2 separate regions of the Zea mays genome follow, and region 2 is linked to region 1. The links are chromatin contacts, called in public Hi-C maps. All regions are on one chromosome and are shown on one strand. Each heading gives the region's core, a stretch centred on a gene start, on an enhancer-like site or on the middle of the called end of the contact. The rest is flanking DNA. Distances are from core to core; before and after follow the strand shown.

Evidence for each region. A called contact is a pair of places that touch in the nucleus more often than the background predicts.
Region 2: a contact with region 1 is called in a Hi-C map of leaf, with 5 times the contacts expected there. The contact joins the promoter of LOC100283515 here to the promoter of LOC100277026 in region 1. A contact is called at or near these places in 3 of 25 Hi-C or Micro-C datasets (ear, leaf and tassel).

Annotation. Positions count from the first base shown.
Region 1 is chr5:38,683,715-38,687,420 of Zm-B73-REFERENCE-NAM-5.0, forward strand. It overlaps LOC100277026, which reads left to right and starts at 1,872. Exons shown (of 2, transcript NM_001150699.2): 1 at 1,872-2,074; 2 at 2,224-2,727. The coding sequence starts at 1,933. The coding sequence ends at 2,570.
Region 2 is chr5:38,816,454-38,820,159 of Zm-B73-REFERENCE-NAM-5.0, forward strand. It overlaps LOC100283515 (caltractin), which reads left to right and starts at 1,589. Exons shown (of 6, transcript NM_001156415.2): 1 at 1,589-1,775; 2 at 2,427-2,571; 3 at 2,680-2,716; 4 at 2,826-2,853; 5 at 2,979-3,131; 6 at 3,246-3,689. The coding sequence starts at 1,773. The coding sequence ends at 3,419.

The sequences.
Region 1 (3,706 bases), core at 622-3,121:
GAAACTTTACTTTCCAGAGTGTAACCTGGTAACTGGTGACCATTCATAATATTTCATTTTTACATTTTGGATATCTATATCCATTCATATGTTTCCCTATTTTATTTGTAAATCAGCCGGACTTCTAATAGAATGAACTGAAAGACTTCTCTAACAAAAGTGGAGCTGAGGGGAGCAAGAGTGCTAAAAGTGGTCCAATGTTTTTAGATGTTCTCGAATGTTATCTGAAATATGAGGTTTATCTCTTGCTTGATCAACAATAGAAGCAAAAAATCATCCTTTTGTTTATTTATGTTTCCCAATATAAAGGAAAAAGGGGAAATATTTTGGTGCAGTGTGCCCAATTCTTTTGTCCCTAGAAAACTGTGTAGCCGCCTATAACAGGCGCTATAGTCAGTTTTAGCTATTTTAGACACCACTACTATTTGTACACACATTTCTATTATCCTATTTTAGCCTGCTATATCCATGTATGAGCCTTATGGGAACTCTGCAACTACTATGGATCCTCTTATACATTATGTTCGACATGCAGACAAGGTATTATATTGAGTTGGACCAATAATCCTTCATATTTATTGATGTGAATTATGTTGTACTGGTGTCCTGTCCTTTTGTTTGTGCTTTATAATTTGTAATTCCTAGCTGCTGATATGGTATGATGGATGGGAGGTGGCTGAAATCGTTCGGATAAGTGTCAATTTGTTGTTTTCTATTTTTATGAATGGTTTTCTATTTCAGCTGATGAACCTTTTATAGTTCTTTTATTATATACTGCCACTGATTGCTAATAGGGTGCATGTCTCCTATTTCTAGGTATGGTGCATAAAAAAGTAGGAACCACAATGAGATTGTGATGCTGCACATGGCACATCAAGGTGCGCAAGATATGTACCATAGAAATTATCGTAAAGTGCACACAGCTGTATGTATAGATGTTTAGAAGTGACCGAAGTTAGGCTTGCTCAACCGGGGCAATGATTTACTTAGCCTGCTGAAATGTACTATAGGTAGCATTCAAGTTTGTGACCATCATGCAAGTACATGTGGGTTTGTTGAAATTGTGTGGTCATCGGAGATGTAGCAAAATGTTCCCTATCGAGAGCTCGTGTACTATATTTGTTTTATGAACTTAATTTTGTTGATGTAGGACTATTACAAAGTTCTAGAGACAACTTAATTTTTATTACAACATAATATGTGGTCATACATATGTTAATGTTGCAATATTTTTTCCGTTGCAACGCACGGGTATTTACCTAGTACTTGTCATATGTATTTATTTTTGACAGAGATGATGTCATGTTCATCCATCCAATGCAGTCACCCGTGAAATCTGCTAATGCCGCTAGCTGCATCCTTCACATGTGTTTGTCCCAACTCAGGTTCCCTGCCCCCTGACAAATTGTTCTGCTGTCTCCAAAGATTCAGTCTTGGTCCCCATGCCGTGCAGAAGGCTGCCCAAAAATGTTTCCTGTTTCCTAGTTCAAAGCTTGTCCAGATTGACTACAAAATACTAGTTAGGTTTCGAGGTAAAGCTTGGTTTGTTGGCTGTGGCTTGTTACTGTTTTATTCGGAGTGCGACTTTTATAGTATTTTGCCTCTATAAATTACAGTGTTTAAACAGCACAGCTGCAGTACTGCCAGCCAGCCGAACAGGAAAGCGGTGCACACTGACTCCGAATCATAATAGCACGGCTCCAAATGTTGGTAGCAGGTGTGCAGAAATTATCCAAGTGCAGGGGCATCTCCTGTGACAAATCGACACTGTATTATCTAATTCAATGCACTGTCCTTTGTATTTACTAGCACCCCTGCCTTTCCAGTTCAGCCTGCCTGCCCAACAGTGTATACGGCTGCTCCTCGTAGATACTAGTACTTGGTGATCCGTTTCACATCGCCATGGTCTGCTCTTAGCTGAGCTGTCCATCCATGACTTGCTCTTGCTCTCAACCATTTGCGCAGTGTAGCTTTCCCCCCCCCTGTTTCCGCCGGTGCGAGATTTCAGATGACGAAGAAGAGTTGCTGTGGGACACGGACAACTGCTTGCGCTGCCCACCAGGACCAACCCAAGGTGATCTCGGTATACCCTACCCATTCAGATTTCAGAAGCTCTGTACAAACCTTAACCATGCCCCATCATCTTTTTTTCTCTCACATCTACTGATCTACATGCTGCGCAACTCAAGCCTGAACCTGAACTGCTGCCGATTCTCATGCCAGATCAGGGGAGGGGAGTATCTGGCCACGCAACGAAACGTAGACAGAGCAGCAGTCCAGGCCCAAACGCTCCTCCGAAGAAGCCGACATGGAAGAGGTTTCTGTCCATGTTTCAGAACAAGGTGAAGCACAAACCCAGCAGCCTGAAGCAGAAGCGGCCCAGCAGCGCAATGCTGCAAGAGTGCGCCAGTCTGGTCCGCGTGGTCCGGCGCACGGCGGCAGAGTGCTTTGCGCCTGCGGTTGCTGGCGGGGACGAAGTCGACGAACTGCCCTGTTATTACATGCAGCTTGACCAGGTGAGCTACGGGGTCAGACGGGAGGCCTACGGTCCCATCTACCTGGTCACGTAGACGACTGGGACTGAAGTATCTGTTCCATTTCATGTGCTGTTGTCTTGTCTCGGTTGCCTGTCCGTGTTCGTCATGGCAATCTTCTTGGTTGCCGGACAATATCATATATCTTCAGAAATGCTGCTACCATGCGTGTGCAATAAAGTGATCTTCTGACTGAACTGAAAGACAGGAGGCTAGCAGCCACAGGTTTCTCTAGTGTAAAATCTCGCCACAGCTGTGGTATCAGGAGTTTGGCGCCACCATAGCTTGACGTGTTGTGTCTGGGAAGCGCTGTATAATGCATTCCTGGCTTTTCTCCAACAGCCTAGACAAACGGCCACGTAGAGCAGAAATACCTCTTCCACGGCACTGTAGCATGATCAATAAATAATGCATACGAAGTACAATTTACGCTTCAGGAAAGAATTGAACCAAAAATGAATACCACCCTCCTTTTTCGAGGCATCCAGCCACAAAGTAACGACCGCTTCCTAGAACCTACAAACCCATTCTAGAAAATGCCCACAAACCAACCGTCAGAGCGAAAGAGAGGTCAATTTGCGTCGGTTGTTGCACATCCAACTGTTTTACATGCCGCCGCACAAGCACTGTACAAGACCGAGGCGGATTTAGGGGGTCTGCGGTGGTCAGCTGACTCCAATCTCTACTACTACATAAGTATGTAGTGTAGACGTCCACAACCAGTGGTGCACGGTTCTGCCACCATCCTCCCCACCGCCGCCGTGGTTTCCTCGCATCCCGCCCGCCCGCGGCGCTCCTTTCCATCCTCGAGCAGTCGCGACTTCCTTCTATGGCGCTCCTTTCCATCCTCAACCGCGGTTTCCTCGCCACTGCGCTCCATCTCTCTCGTCCTTTCCGGATCACTGCCCCCTGCCCTCTCTCTCGCTTCCTCTTCTCCCAAGATCCCATCGCTGAGAGCACGCAAGCACAAGCAGGGGGCCCTTCCATCCATGGCTCGCCCCGCAGAGGCAGGGGGCCCTTCCAACGATGGAGCACCTCGCCCCGCACTGGCAGGGGGGCCTTCCATCCATGAGAGCACCGAGGAGCCGTGGAGCCGCGCCCGAGGAGGACCGCCGAGGCCGGGCGGCCGGGCACGCGCCGCGCCGGGATGCACGGGTGCTGGGGCCAGACCG
Region 2 (3,706 bases), core at 339-2,838, 130 kb after region 1:
AAGAGAAGTCTCCGCCTCGCCCAACCTTGGGCTCGGACCGACCACGCCAACAGGGGATACATCATTACCCTATTCCTAGCCTGCTCAGGCTACAAGGAACAAGACCGGCGTTCCATCTGGCTTACCCCGGTGACGGGTAATGATGGTGCCCCGCGTGCACCATGACGCTGGTGGCTCTCAGCCCCTTACAGCAGCAAGGAGACATCAGCAGGATCCTTGCCGCACTGCCAGCTGTGCTCCTACAGGACTCAGGCGCTCCTCCGACGGCCACGCTATCACGTGTACAGGGCCCAAGCTCTCCCCCGACAGCCACGTTGGCATGTACGCAGGGCTTAGGCACTCCTCTGCCGGACACGTTAGTGCATAGCTACGCCCCCCGTTGTACGTCTGGACCCTCTCCTTGCGTCTATAAAAGGGAGGTCCAGGGCCATCATGAGGGGGGTTCACGCGGGGGAAGGAGCGGACGAACGGGCTCCCACTCTGTATCTCTCTCTCTCCCTCACGCGACGCACTTGTAACCCCTACTACGAGCGACACCCCTGGTGTAGGATAATACGAGGCTTGTCCCACCTCTTGTGTTCCATCCCGCGCCAACCCATCTGGGTAGGGGCACGCAGCGATTTCACTCGTCGGTCCAGGGACCCCCCGAGTCCGAAACGCCGATAGTACTACTCGGCAAATACCCGAATATTTCGGTGTCCATTTATTTATTAGAGGGAGCATGTAGCTAGCCATGTATTAATAATAATCCTTAGCGAGGTTGGTATGTTGCTCGTCGAAGCCACATCCAACCATCTCAACTCCTTTTAAACATGGGTTTCGCGGGTTGTGCGTCACACGCGAAGCGCACATATCTGTTTTTTTCTCCATATCTCGTCTAACAACTAGATTAAATAAATCTTACCTATTTTGCATGAGCAACACACCATGCAACCACGGTTAAAAACTTTGGTTTTTTAAACATCACTTTGGTTTTTCGGTTTTGAGAAACTGTGATTTTACGGACATTAGAAACCGTTCGGTTTGCTAGAAAATGAAAAACCGAGAAGTTCGGTTTCGCTTTCTTTTTTTACTTTGGTTTTTCGCTAAAAACCGAACACCAAACTTGGTTATAAGACAATGTATACAACAAGTTTACATGATAGATTACACACGATTGTAAAAAGTAAAAAATATATATATATACAAGAATTTAGAGATACATCATATAAAAATAAGTGAATAACAATTTTGTTACGTCACACATTTAGTTCATGTAATCAAATAGTCTAATTTCACAATTAATAAAGTTTGGTATTTCTGTTTTTTTATATTTCGGTTCAGTATAGGATAAAAATCGATTACGATATTAAATACTGAACTTCATAGATAAAAAACAGAAATCAACCGACCTAACAAAAAAAACTAAATTTTAGATACGGATGAAAAAGTGCCCACTCCTGTGCTGGAAGGACACCGTGGGCGGCTTCCTTGTAGCTGCAACGCACCCCGTGTGGGCCGTGGGCACGTCCCGTCGCTGTCTCTCTCCTATCCTTCGCTTGTCAAAACCTTTATTTTACGTCGCTGTCCTCTTCTCCTTGACGAGTAGCGAAAGTGCCAGAAACCATTATTCTTCCATACGCCTTTTCTGCTGCCGCTGCATCTTCCACTCGCGTCAAGAAACGAAACCCAGCTGCACCAGCAACTTCTGCCAGCAGACCCAACGACCGAAGCTTTTTTTTTCTTTCTTTTCATCGCCGCCGCTCGGGGTTCAAGGTTCAGCGCGTCCCCGAATGGTACGTGACTCTCGCTCGCCGACGGCCTGATGGGAGTGATCTCCTCTGCTTTTCTCAACTCTTAGATTAGACCCTGCTTTGCTCTACTTGAGTTTAGCTATTGGTTTAAGTGGATCAATCGTGCTGGTCGTTCCTTCCATGAGAATCTGCTTCAGTTCCTCATGAGCAAGACTAGTTGGATGCTGCGACGAGATGTTTGGTTGCCTTTTGCCGCTAGTCCCTCCCTTCTCGTGATTCCTGAAGCTCAACCATGCATGTCATTCAGGCTCCGTTATATTATATATAGATAATTGATCTTATTACTTGCTGGGTTATCCTAGAGACTGGGTTCTAGATACTCGTGTGTATCATCAGTTTAAGTTGCACTTCACTTGTTTTCTGATGAAAACAGAGGAACCTCTCATCATTGTGGTTGTAAGCACCTGCTCTGACAGACCACAACAGAACGGCGTAATTTTGTTTTCTTCAGAGTTGATTACCAAATCGTGGCAAAGCCAAAGCCCGTCTGTTCTTGCTCTCGATGATTTGGGACGCTGCCATACATATGAGTCGGATCGGAAGCGGCGGCACCGTGATTTCGTCGTCCCTGTAAAAAAAGAACCATTTTTTCTCCTCTCTCTCTGAAAACTGAACGTTGTTGGTGTGGCGCAGACGGGCACGTACGAGGCCTCCGACCGTCCTCCTCCTCCCAACTCCGCCGGCTACCGGACCGACAAAGTCCGGCGAAAGCGGCTGACGGCGCAGAAGAGGAAAGAGATCAAGGAGGCGTTCGACCTCTTCGACATCGACGGCTCCGGTCGGTGACGTGCTAGTGATGTAGCGTTTATATATACAAACACATGCGCATGTGTTCGCCCATGGCGGCCGCTGTGACTTTCACCTTTCACCTGCTTGCATCCTCCAGGCACCATCGATGCAAGGGAGCTGAACGTCGCGATGAGGTATATATGCGACCTCGCGCTCTCCGTCCGAGCTTCCATTCTACTACAAAGGTCGCCAGGAGTTTGTTAGCTAATGCGTGCGCGTGCTGCATCCTACTATGTTTTGCAGAGCCCTTGGATTCGAGATGACACCGGAGGTACGTACGCGTGACGTGTGCCAATGGCGACGACAACGTAAATGGCTCCTTAGTTGTAGGGTGCGTGCGCGTGTGTGGTGATGATCTGCATGGATGATATGTATGGCATGGCATCGCATCCGCAGCAAATCGGGCAGATGATCGCGGAGGTGGACAAGGACGGCAGCGGCACCATCGACTTCGACGAGTTCGTGCACATGATGACGGACAAGATGGGCGAGCGGGACGCCCGGGACGAGCTCCACAAGGCGTTCCGCATCATCGACCAGGACGCCAACGTACGCTACGCAAACCGACTGCGACCAACGACGACGACGGCAGATAGATAGATAGATACATCGACCGATGACGATGACATGCTATATATATGCTATCGATGATCGATGCTGCAGGGAAAGATCTCGGACATGGACATCCAGCGGCTGGCCATCGAGACCGGCGAGCACTTCACGCTGGACGAGGTCCGGGAGATGATAGAGGCCGCCGACGAGGACGGCGACGGCGAGATCGACCTGGAGGAGTTCATGAAGATGATGAAGCGGACAGACTTTGGCTCTGGGTTCTAGTAGTCACAGACAAGCCAATCCCAACATACATTGATACATACCATCGGTGAAAAATACATATCACCTAGCTACTACGCTACATATGACTGGAGTATTGGGATTTATTTGAGAAATAATGGCGTACACACACCACACATCATTGTGCACTAACTACTCTAGTACGTCCTAGCTACGGGTTGTGTATTTATTTACACGTAATGAAACACATACTACTATTTGTACTGTCGTTTTTCAGTAAAAACCAGTAAAAATCGATATTTTTATTGGTGGCTATTTTGGAATAGCCA